2 separate regions of the Anser cygnoides genome follow, and region 2 is linked to region 1. The links are chromatin contacts, called in public Hi-C maps. All regions are on one chromosome and are shown on one strand. Each heading gives the region's core, a stretch centred on a gene start, on an enhancer-like site or on the middle of the called end of the contact. The rest is flanking DNA. Distances are from core to core; before and after follow the strand shown. Region 1 overlaps LOC106047520 (Krueppel-like factor 5). Region 2 overlaps NSDHL (NAD(P) dependent steroid dehydrogenase-like).

The links. A called contact is a pair of places that touch in the nucleus more often than the background predicts.
Region 2: a contact with region 1 is called in a Hi-C map of liver, with 3 times the contacts expected there. The contact joins two enhancer-like sites. A contact is called at or near these places in 2 of 7 Hi-C or Micro-C datasets (both in liver).

The regions. Positions count from the first base shown.
Region 1 is chr13:5,925,123-5,931,343 of Taihu_goose_T2T_genome, forward strand. All of the region lies in intron 1 of LOC106047520 (Krueppel-like factor 5), which reads left to right. Among named protein-coding and RNA genes, the nearest start is that of KLF8, 13 kb to the left of the region's middle. Within about 2 kb of position 4,494, at least 1 of the 3 cell types and tissues checked has open chromatin away from gene starts, as enhancers often do. A contact at or near this core is called in liver, where this site is marked.
Region 2 is chr13:6,118,920-6,124,976 of Taihu_goose_T2T_genome, forward strand. It overlaps NSDHL (NAD(P) dependent steroid dehydrogenase-like), which reads left to right. Exons shown (of 9, transcript XM_067005207.1): 8 at 1-53; 9 at 735-1,778. The coding sequence ends at 1,070. Among named protein-coding and RNA genes, the nearest start is that of ZNF185, 8.4 kb to the right of the region's middle. Within about 2 kb of position 4,397, at least 1 of the 3 cell types and tissues checked has open chromatin away from gene starts, as enhancers often do. A contact at or near this core is called in liver, where this site is marked.

The DNA.
Region 1 (6,221 bases), core at 3,244-5,743:
GACCAAAAATAGCATTTTCCCCTTTAAATCCCGAGAGGCCGATGCCAGAAGGAAGACGGAGAAGAAAATTAAACGAAACCGAACCCAAGGCGCGTCCAGGGAGGCACTGCAGGGGAGAAAGAGATGTTCCCCCTGCAGCACCCCCGGGGGGCCGGTTGCTGTCAGGGGGGTGACGGTGTCCCTCCGGGCTGGCCTCGACCTCCGGGCGGGTGAGGTGTCCTGCTGCCGCGACCCCAGGGCCACCCCGTTGTCACCCGTGCTCGGCGGATCTGGGGTGGGCTGTGGGCCCAGGTGGGTCCCAGTGGGGACAGTAACGCGTGCCTTTGGGCAGCGTGAGGTCGCGGGGTGTAAAATCCCCTTTCCAAGGGTGCTGGCAGAAAAAGAATCGGCAGTAGGGGGATGTTGAGTTACAGGCTGGGCAAGGAGGAGTGGGATCGCTTGATCCCTCCCAGCACGAGCGGAGAGTGGGAGCTGAGGCCCGGTCTCTGGCTGGGGGCTGGATCCCACCGGGGCTGGGTCCCTTGCTCTGGGATCAGCTGGAGCCTGGTGCTGCCAGGACCAGCCTGCAGATTTGCAAGTCCGATTGGGTCTCAGCCGGGCAGGTGTCTGTGGGGCCGCAGGGGACTGCAGCTGGAGTAGGGCCTGTCCCTGTGCCCCTGCTTGGACCTGTCGGCGCGGTGGGCTCGGACCAGGCCAGACCCCACTGAGGGAGCAGGCCCAAAGCGGGGCACTTCGGACAAAACCAGGGAGCCAAAGATAGGGAAATTTGTGTGGGGTCTGAGCCGGCGGCAGCGGTTTTTAGTTTTGCATAATCCCCCAACCCCACAGACGTCCCGCGGCTGAGCGGGCGGGCAGGTGAGGCGCGGGACGGGGCGTCTGGGCCGAACTTTGAGCCCGCAGGAGCACAATGGCTTTGTCCACGTGGTACAAAGGGCGATTGTTCTGCAGGATGGCCGCAGGAGGGGACGCGGTGAGTGGGGGGCCGCAGGTGTGCTGCCCCCTTTCCTGTTCGTTCCCGGTTGCCCCACATGGAGAGGTTGTGGGCCAGCGAGGGGAGCGTGTTTGCTCGTCTCTGGCCGCTGGAAGGGCAGGTATGCGAGGGAGGAAGCGAGCGGGGGACTCCGGCTCTGTAATAAACGCAACGGATTTCCCTTTATCGCTCTTCCTGAATGGGCTGTGGGAAGCACACGTCGGCTGGAATTACTCACGAAGGTCTAGGGCAGTTCATTTTTGGCCGGTGCATCATCCACCGTGAAGTTTTCCTTCTCGAACCTGTTTGGTCAGCTACCTACGCTACTTTGTTCCCATTCCCTGGTCCAGTGAGCTCCTTTATCTAACCCATCCACTGCAAATAATCGCACTTACCACCGTCTTGTTAGCTGAGCCCCTTGATTAGAATATTTGCTTTTCTTGGGCTCCATTGGTGAATTACATGAGTCACAGGGTACCGCTGGTGTTTGGGGATTGGATAACCGCTGTTTACAATTCAGATGTTCTCAGAACTTGAGCTAGCATGAAAACTCTCTCAAAAAAAAAAACCCATGGGCTGTTTCCCACATCAAAGAGGTTCAGCCCCTTCCAGGCTCAGATTGAAACTCAAACAAAGAATCTTTCATTATGCTCAGAAATGCTTGGAGAATTCTTTGAAAATTATTTTTATTTTTTTTTTAATGTGATGGGGGACCTTCAAGTGTCCACCAAGGACAGGATTTGCCAGTGTGAAAGCGTATTTAATGACCTTGCTCCTTGTGGCATTTCCAATACAAGGAGAAGAAAAAAACGGCGAGAAATCAGTCCCAGTAAAGTCAGGTCAGGTCCTTCAGCTTCCAGAAGTGCAGGTACTTATCCCGTGCAGGAAGGAAGAGTGTTATCCATCCGTTATCACCTCTGCCACATCCAAAGCAACTGTTCCACACGTGTGAACCATCCCGGAGCGGGCAGGGAGATGTGGATACCTGCTCACCTGCCAGCCCAGCCCATCGCATCAACCTTACCCGTACAACATCATCCTCTTCCACTTTGCTAGCATAGGGAGCAGCAGCCAGCAGTGGCTGAATGTTTTCTGCTGGAGACCCTCGCAAGGGATGCGAGGTTTGGTGGTGTTCTCTGACAGGTGGGAATGACCCAAGTTTGTTAAACTAAAAGGAAAACTTTGGGCATTGCTCCTTTCCAAGTGTTGAAACAGTTGGCACTGTAGAACAGAACTCTGTTGGGAGCAGCTTCCAGTGTTTGGTGTTTTGGAGGTTCTTTTGGGACTCTCCCTAATCAGTGTCCCTTAATTAGGGCAACTGGCTCTTCGTTCCTCTACAGAGAAGATGTGGAAGGAGAGGTTTTGTCCAAGGGAATGGGTCTGGAGGACAATCTTTGAGGCTTGCTTCTTGTGGAGTAGAGGAAGGACCCTTCCGGAAGCACAGATGCTAGGAAATCTATAGGGCAGGGTACTCGCTGGAAGGGGCAGCAGTACGTGTCCTCTCAGTCCATGGAGTGAGTCTGGCAGTATTTACTTGGCCCTGTACCATGCCGGGTGCCGTGCGGGCCCAGAAGAAAGAAGTTGGCCCAAAGACCTACTCACTCGAACGCAATGTTTTCACACGCCTTAGGGTTTGTTTTGTTTTGTTTCACTAACTGGTTTGGCGAGGAAGTTGAGGGCTGCCGGGACGGTGGGATTTTTGTCCGTGCATGAAACCTGACCTTGCTTCTCCCAGACGTGCATGGGGTATTGGGTCTGCCTTGCTCATTGTACTGGGAAAAACAGGCTTTTTGGCCCGTCTTATCGTGTACTGACTGCCAGGAGGACTTCACAAGTCCCAGCAAGCAGCAGATGACTCACTCTGCCTTTGTCAGACCCTGCCTGGGAATGTGCACCTTTCCTTCTGATTGGAAGAGGCTGGGTGATGAGTGTGAGCTTTCGGATGGTTTGAGTGAGGTGGAATGAATCCCACCCATAGTCCAGCTGGGGGAAGCTCCCTGCGAGCTCTAACAGCCTCTTCCATGTTACACTTGGTTCGGGAACCATGGGAGAGCTCAAGGAAAAGCCCAGTGCCCTGTGGCCATGCAATTGCTAGAAATCAGTGGATAAATTTGTCTGGGTCATCCTGGGGAGCAGTGACATTTGAAATCCTCCATCTTGTCAGATTCAGAGGGGAGGGAGTGCTGGTGTGGAGGCTGCAACAGGGGATGGCCACTGGAAAGCACGCCTATCCAAATTCAATTTTTGCTTATGTGCATACGTAAACCTGGGGAGCATCTGAGCTCCTGCACATTTTAGCTGAGACTGAAATAGCTCCAAGCCTTCTGATCTCCCAGGCGTTGAAGTAGCACTGGATCATTTAGTCTTTCCAGAAAATGCATCCATACCACAGGCCACCCAGCGCAGCCTCCTGCCTCCAGCTGTGGGTGCCCACCTCAGTTGATGGAGAACCTCCACTTGGCTTTGACGGGCTTGGCCCCAGCCTCTACTGAGCAACAGCATTTTGGAAATAGAAAGCTGTGTACAAAGACATGACTGCCTTATGGGGGTGTCCTCCCCTCCCATGCAGGCACACTTCCAGAGAGCTGTCCTCCTGCCAGGGCAGAACAGGGACGAGGAGAGGGCTGTCCCCGTTTCCCTCTCGTGGCCTTTGGGCTCTGTCCAGGCATTCATTCTGTCCTGAGGTTGTGCTTGGTAGGTCCGGGAAAGGAGAAACCAGCGTGGAGATACTCTAATACTGACATGGGACCGCCCAGCCCAGCCCAGGGCAGGTGGGCCCGATGGTCGTGGTGTTCAGCAGGGCCTGGAGATGATGCAGCTGGGCCAGAGCTTCCTCCAAGCTCCGTGCCTTCAAGGTCTGTCCTGGTTATTTTTCAGTCCATTATTTCTGCTAGCTCTCTTAAAGCCCCACTGGAACCTGGTTGCTCCTCTTCTGGGCACTTGACCTTGAAGATGGATGGGGTGCTTGTCCTGCTTTCTCTGGCCTTTGGGATTGCTGGCTGTAGTGGCATGGTTTCTGTGACAAACACCCGAGGTAGATGGCCTTTCAGTGGGTTGTTATCAGCTGTCGGAGGAAAGGAATAGTAAACAGTCGGGAAACCTGCTGGAAGCACTGGCTCAGCCAGAGGCCAGCTGCCCAAATCTGCCTCAGTGGTGACTCTTGGGCTCAAGGAAATCCCTTGATTAGAAGAAGTGATAATTAACTCGGGTAGTTCAACCACAGCAGCGGAAAAGAGCTCGGGAATAACCCTCTAGAGCAGTGTGGTTCAGCTCCTGCACCATCCATGAGCTCCTGGAGGGAACCTGGAGAAAGGGTGTATCTCTGTGACTCGTCCTGCTCTAGGGGGTGCTCCTGCAAGTGGGAAGACATGAAAACCTCGAGATGGGAAGCTGGTGGGGTAGGGCACCTCTGGCAGCCTTCTCCATGGGCTCCAGAGAGAGCTTGCACAGAGACTTCAGCTTAGATGTTTGCTTTCCAGGTGGCCCAAGCTAGTGAAGATGACTCTTGCCCCGTTGCACCTAATGCATCAGGAGCAGCACTAGCTTGTCGGAGTCACTCCTCACCTCTTGGAGATGGAGCAAGCAGAGGAGCCCACCTGTGGCACCCACCTACCTAAGCCCAGGGCTCACCGTGCTGCCTGCAGTTGTGCTCGGCTGTTCACAGCAGCCAGACATTTGGCCCTGTGTGCTTGAAAGGAAGAGTCCCGGGGCTTTCTTTCCTAATCCCGTTTTGCAGAGAGTTCCAGAAGACATGAGGAACAAACAGAAAATAACGTCGATCGAGGTCAATATCAAAACCAAATGATCAGAGAAACAAATATTTACTCAGGTCAATATTTAACTAGGGAGACAATAAATGCTGATATTGAACCAAATCTGTATATAAATACAGTCTATTTATAACGTGTCCCTTTAAAGGGGTACTGCCAGGTACTTGCCTGGCTTTTGATTGATGATTATCCTCCCCATTGTTTGCTGATTCCCTTGGAGGCTGGAGTTTCATGCAGGTGCAGGCAGGAGAAAGAGCCTGTGCTGCGTAATCCCACGGCCCGGACACCACAGCCCTTGTCCCACGCGTGCCTGTGCTCCGGGAGGTCCCCCCCGCACTGGGGAGGGGGCTTGGGGCTCAGTGCCCCCACTTGGCAGAGCAGCAGGGGTCTGGGGCCAGGAGGGCTGGAGGCTGCCAAGAAATGAAGAAACTCCTTCTCCCCCCCCCCCCCCCCCCCCCCCCCCCCCACTGCTCCCTCTGCCAACTTCACGAGCTCGTCGCCTGTTTAGCAAACATTGATTTCTCTCCCTGTTCCCCCGTGGTGACAACATTTGATGTTTCTATGGCGGTTTGTTATTTATCAACTTCAGATTAGAAAGCGTTTAATCATGGGAATGACACGGCCCGCCTCCTGCCTTGGCAGCCGGCTGTGCCTCGCGCTCCTCTAGCGATGCTCGTGGTCAGTCGCTGCTGAAATGGCCCGGTTGGCTCAAGCACCCGTTTTTGTGTGTCCTGCAGAAAGATGTTTGTCTGGGACTCCGTGTGTGTTGATCGATGCCCCGATAGCTCCTCAGCCTTTGTGAGATCTGGATGAGGGGTGATGAAGGCCTCCAAGGCAGGAGGCTCCTGCGGGGTGTTTGGAAGCTGGAGGCTGGCAGAGCAGGACTCGTGTCAGAGCCTGCTGGCCACGGGAGCATCTACTCGGGGGAGAGAAAAACAGTGGAGAATCCTTTCCTTTGCCAGCTTGGGAATTTTTCTTTCCCTTTTCCCTCTGACAGGTTGAGAAGACCCTGCTATGCAGGCAGAAATAGATACTGTGACCTTGAGGGGAAAATACAGGAATTCAAGTCTTTTATTGCACTGTAAGGTATTCTTACTGGCTTTCCCTTGCTGGTCAAAACAAAAATCCCAGTTTGGAGGAGATGCCTCTAAAGCATGGAGGTTTTGTTGATGTCTGCTTTGGCTGTGTTTCCCCTTGGCTCACTTTTTGCCCCAGCCAGTGACCCACGACTCCTTTACGGTTCCTGGCACCGCTGTCAATGCAGTTGGTGGAGCCTGGGGCATGCCCGTCTCATCCTCGTCTGCAGGGATTGCGGTGATGGCACTGCTAATTAATGCCTATAGGGGAAACTGGGCCACTGAACCCGCCAAAGAGCTGCTGGTCCGTCAGCTGCAAGGCCTCGGAGTCTTCCTCTGTGGAGCTGCAGCGGGGGGGCTCTGGCAGTAATGAGAAGACCTGGGCGCTGAGGCTATGTGATTGGT
Region 2 (6,057 bases), core at 3,147-5,646, 190 kb after region 1:
GACATATCCTAGCTGCTGAGCACCTTCAGAAGGACTCTCCCTTGTGTGGGAAGGTAAGGAGGGAACTGGGAAGGGGAGTGGGTGTCTCCTAGCTCAGCTTCATCTGCCTGCCTTGCTTGGTTATGTGTTTTTGCTCTGTAGTTCATGTTGATGTGTCTGTACTGAAAAATCCGTCTCAGATGAGCGGGGCTAGCTCACACAAACGGGTCACTTTTTCCTGTCTGGTTATAACGAATCGTTGCCCATCCGATGACTGTTCTGTGCAACAATGTGGGGCAAAATGCATGCGAATACTTTTAACTTCATTCTGTAAAACACCTTGTGGAAGGAAGTCTGGGCAGATTGTGGGTAGCTGAAATGAGTGCATAAGAGAAGTTATGTAGCTCTTACAATAGAGCTCTGAGCAGCAGAATTTCTTTACAGACTTCCATGGCACCACCATGCTCTGGGCATGCTTTTATATGTTTTCACTGTGTTGTGTCATTCAGTTTGACCACTGATGAGTAAACTAACCTGTCAGAAGTAGCTGGCTGTCTTAGTAAAGGTCTTAGTAAAGGGGATAACTGCTTTTCAGATGGAGGAGGTTGGTGGAAGGTAGTTTCTCATGGAAATGCCTTTGCGGTCAAGTCAGAGGTGTCAGTCTCCTGGGCGTGAACATGAGATGAGCTGGGCCATCAAAGAGACAAATGTGTGAAAGGCATGATTTTCATCTGGCTTTTTGTCTTCTCTTTCAGGCATTTCATATCACAAATGATGAACCAATTCCCTTCTGGGCATTCATGTCCCGTATCTTGACTGGCTTGAACTACGATGCACCCAAGTACTATATTCCCTATGGGCTGGCATATTACTTGGCCCTGTTCTTGGCTCTAGTGCTGTGGCTGCTCAGTCCACTGGTCACCATCAAGCCCACTTTTACCCCTATGCGGGTAGCACTAGCTGGGACCTTTCACTACTACAGCTGTGAACGGGCCAAACGAGACATGGGCTACAAGCCAGTGGTGAGCTTGGATGAAGCGATAGACAGGACTCTCCAGAGCTACCCCCACCTACGCCGGGCTAAGGCCTGAGAAGTCCTGGATGGATTTTATTTCTACCTGAATTTCCTAATTGCTTTGAAATCTTAACATGAACACTGAAGCAAATTTCACTAATTGCCTGGAACAGGGAGTTTTCCCAAAGTCCCTCCTCCTCCTCACCATTATCAAGACAGACTTCTCTGGGTTGAAAAACACTTCACGTAGTAGCTGTGCTAACAGTTCTTTCCTTTGATGTGACTTGTTGTTCTGAAACAGCTGCTGAACTCTGTGGGCTATGAATAAACACCCTGCTGTGCCCTTTTCAGTCCCAGCCCCGCACATCAGCATTCCTTCGTCTTCTCTCTCCACCCTTGTCCTCTGTTTTGTTGCTCTGGTGATAACAGCCGCGTCTTCTCATAGCTGCAGATCAGTTGATGAAATACTGCTCACAACTGATTTCTCTCTGGGGTTTGGCTTTTTCTATACAGAAGTAATGAAAAAGAGGCCTTCATCAAGGAGGAGTTCTGCCACCATTTTTTTTTTTTTTTAACTGTTGAAACTGACTTTATTGTTCTGGGACTGTTCTTGGATCTTCCTGTGGTTGGTGGGTTGATTTGGCCTCTTACAGAGTAATTGGAAGGAAATCTGAGAAAAGGCATGCCAGGCTCCTCTTTGTAAGGAAGCATGTGGCTTTATTTCTGCAGGAGCTTAATTCTGTGTAGAAATATATAAATAAAACAAGAAGAGATGACTTCCTAACTTTGTGTTCCATCTTTGAAGGGACAGATCCTATTCTGAGCAGCTCAGCATAAACAGGTTTTTAATCATTCCCTTTGTGGGGGGAGAAATCTTTGCTGTGGCTTGTTGTCAGCCAGCACATATTTTGCCGTAGCTCTCTTACTTCCCGTAGGAATTACATTGGTTTGGAAAATCTGCTGCACAAGGCTGTCATCTTGTCTGACATTGTTTGTCAGGCATGGTAATGGTCACTGTGTTGCATTGACCACTCAGTACATGAAAAGCTCTTACACAAGAAAAAGGCTATAATACTGTGTTCACCAAATTGTTTAGTTGCCACTTAATTTAAGTCTACTTTACCCCATAATCTTACTAAGTGCTCCAGTTTCATTTTGTTTTTTTAAATGAGGGCTTAGGTTAGGGTTGGAACTTCCCTCTGTGGCCAGTTCCTTGCTCTCCAGCAATGATGGATGTTTCATATTTCTTGATGCTTCAAATTTCAGAAGTATGAGAAGTGCCTCCCTGTGTATTCATCATTGTGCCCAGCTCAGTGAGCCTTGACCTCATCTGGGAGCTCAACGTGCTGCTAGAATCCCATAGAAATGAAGGAGTTTTTAAAACTCTACAATATAACCAGAAGTTTTATGTTGGATTTTTTTTTTCCAGGAAACTTTTTCTGGAACAGCTAGGTAGTTTTACCAACATTTGCCTTGCCTGATCTTGAAGTAAATATCCAGTAGTTGGGTCACTTCACACATCTCGGGTTTGCACTCATCAAACACCTTGGCTATTTTTTGTTTTGTTTTTCCCAGCCTGTAGGGTTAAATATGTAAAGCTCAACTTCTAGAGCGCAATCTGCTTGTGTCACCCCACGTCCAGTTTCAGTGGGAGACAGATACTGCTTCCAAATAGCTGGGCCGTGTTTCCCTCCATGTGATGCACCGATGTGCTGCCACGAATTCCCTGATAATGGGAAGACCCTTTCTTTCCTCACTGTTTGGTGATGTGAGTGGCTGTGAATGCCCCATCCATATCTCTACAATTTGTGACTTATAAGAAGAACTCAGTGGTGAAACCATGCCTAGCTGATAGTGATGGCTTTGTTCCCAATCTCACCTGCTGGATGGAGTGAGGAAGGACTAGGGAAGTTTTTCATGCTCCTCTCTGGAGCTGGCCCCACTTCCAGTTCTCATGATGCGGTCAACTGACACTAAACTTGTAAATTGCTACTGGAGGAGTGGCCTTGTGAAAACAGACAATTCAGATGCACCTCTGCTACGTGCAGTAGAGGTAGCCAATAAACCCAAACTGGTAAGTACAAAAAGCCATGAGGGACAAAGCATTCTAGTTCAGATGCATTGCTGGTACACAAAAGGTGGGTACTGCTCTTGGGACTCATGGTACAGCACGGCAGGGAACTTCAGCTCCTCGTGAAGTAGGGATTACTGCGCTTCTAGGGGTGGTGAGAGGATCGTACTGAAGTGAAAGGAGCAAGTTCAACGATTACTTTTCAAGAATAAATCGGTAAAAGCACGTTTTGGCCTCTAGATGGCGTTTCCCAGCTAGATCTGCCCTGCTGCTTCAAACGTTCTCCAAAATGCTGGCTCTCAGAACTTGGACACCGTTCAGGTGGAGAGTTACTCATCTCCTTGTGTTTTGTGAAGGTAAATCCAGAAGCTGCTACAGAAACAAGAGGCACTGGAAGTTCAGGTCTGCTGGATAAAAAGCAGCAGATGGTTTATTTTCCCTCAAGAGTATGGTCAGTACGAGAGTAAAGCAGAGTTTTGCTTGTATGGGGATGAGCAGTTTCCCAGAGCTGGGCACAGCAAGAAGCGTTGCATCACGCTGAAGTTGGTTTGACTTGGTATTCCCTATGTAATTAGGTCAGTTCCCAGCATTTCTGGGAGGCTGACTAGCTTCTGTTTTTCAAGCAGAAGTAAACACACATTGTTGCTGTGGTGGAACCTGACATCGCTATGCTTATAGCCCTGGCCACAACAGAGGAGGAACCTTGCTTTATCCATAGCCTCTTCTAGCCCTGATCGAGCTGCCTTCTCTCAGCTCTGTTTCTTTTCCCAGTGAGCACCCAATAAGCCCCATCTTCTGTTCTTTGGGCAAGCCAATGAGCTCCTTCTGTACTCTGGCCTGTAATTTTTGGCGTGCATCTTCTCTGCAATGTGTATCTTACGTGTGCGTGAGCATGCAAGTAAGCAGGAGCCTACAAAGCAAAACTGCCATTATCAACATTTCCTTCCAAATATCTAGGGTCAAATCTGCCGCTCTTGTTAGCTCAACAGGAGCTCAACAGGAGCTGCTGAAGACATCAAAGACTTTCCTAGAGCACTCTTGTCAAACTTTTAATCTCTTTCACTTTGCTTTCTGTCTTTTTCTTGTTGCAGCTCCCCATTTTGCTGACATGAGATGGTTTTTGGTTTGACAAGCAGTGGGAGAGATAAAGGAGATATCTTCTGTTTCTTTCCCTAGAGAAATAGGAGAGGGAGAGGAAGAAAAGTGCTTCTCTAGGTGGAGATGAAGTAACTAAGAGCCCCATTTCCTTCCTTACAGAGAGATCGTGAAAGGGGCGTATGCACAGGAGGAACGTTACAGTCTAAGAAATGCTTTTCAGTCTTGCCCTTGGAGTGCAGAGGAGCTCTTGTCCAGACACACCTCAGCGCCAGAAAGGAAAAAATAATGGCTTGGTTGTAATTACCTGGGGAAAGGTGAGAGGAGCGATTGATGAAAAAAGTCAGAAGCCATCTCGTGTGTCCAAAGATGGAGACAAATTTAAGTCAACCCTGAGGTGGATATGTGGGAGGTTTTAGGTGCAGGGGGATGTTTGTGTCGTGCAGGCATATGGTTACTGATGTGGAAGCTCACTACCCTCAGTGACAGAAGTACAGGGACCCACCGTGCCTCACAGTGCTCAAATGCACCCTTTTGTTGTGAAAGTGGCACCTCTTTACTCAGTAAATCCTTGCGTATGTTTTTCGGATCTGCTGATGGCAGTGATCTCCGAGCGATGGTACGAGTTTCCACACCTTTTAGCGCTGCGAAGCCAAACGTGGCGTGGGTGGGCTGGACTCTGCTCCTTCAGAGAACTGTTTACCAAGTTTCGTTAGTGCTTGTGCAAACCTTTGGAAAGTGCCAGGTCCACAGATGTACGTGATGGTGCAACTTGGTCGTTATTATGGGAGAAGGAAAGCGAGTTGTTTGCCCGGAGGAAGCTTGCTGAGCTGGTGATGAGAAATAAATAGGCATCTCCCTGCTTGCAACAGAACATGTCTGAGGTGTTTCTGTTAGCAGATTGCACACGCTGTTTTACTGTCTTAGCAGCGCCATCAGGCTGGCACTTAGCCATGGCTTCTCTTTTGCCCAGTGTTTGCTGGCAAGATCATCTTGTCTTAGCTGTGAGAGCTCCTGACCTCCTTTGTAGGTGTGTTTCCATGGCCATGGGTGGTTTCCTGCTGAGATTATTGTATTCTAGCCCTGAATAGTCAGGGGTATGTGATTCTGTTCAGCTACCTGCTATTAGGAAGGTGAGGTCTGGCATTTCGGCAGCGCTTTGTAATGACACCTCATGAAAAACCAGTTTGATTCCCTTGCAACAAATGGGTGTAGTGATTTTACACCCTTCTACTCATCGCAACTCTGCTCAGCCTCTACTGAGGCTTTGCTTTTCTGTCACCTTGGCGAAGGCCCGAAGGATTGATGTGTTTGGTGCCTTCCCTGTACCTTCGGTGCAAGGATGGGGCAGGTGGTTGCGCGTAAGAAAGCCTTACCCAAAAGAGGAAATATTCCAGTGGAGTTGAGTGCTGTGGAGTGGTGGTGACTCATTTTTCTTGACTAGGAAAGACTTGAAAATTCTAAATATATTGTAACTGTTCAAATACAAGTTGGGCTGGTCAGGGAGACTGCACGCCTTTGGGCAGAAGGCCGTTGCTGTCAGAGGAATGTCAAGAATTGCTGTGCTGCTCCGTATAACCCCCTGCCTATAAAACGGCTGTCTGGATTTTGAAAGGTGAGCAGGTTCCTGCCTTGTAGACGTCGCTGTTTCTAAAGGTACGCACGCCGCACCTCTGGAAAGGAACGTACTGCAGAGTTACGCAAACTGGTTTTAGGCTGGCTGTCTCTGGAAGGGGCAGCAGCGTGCCCCTGGCAGCAGGGAGCTCAGAGCAGGCTGATTTACCCTACCCAGAAGAGAGCACGGTACGTCCATCCTACAGGCATGACTGCAGCTCGCAGACAGCCCAGCCTGACCTACACATTGCCAGCTGTGGGCTTTCTAGCACTGACTTCTGTG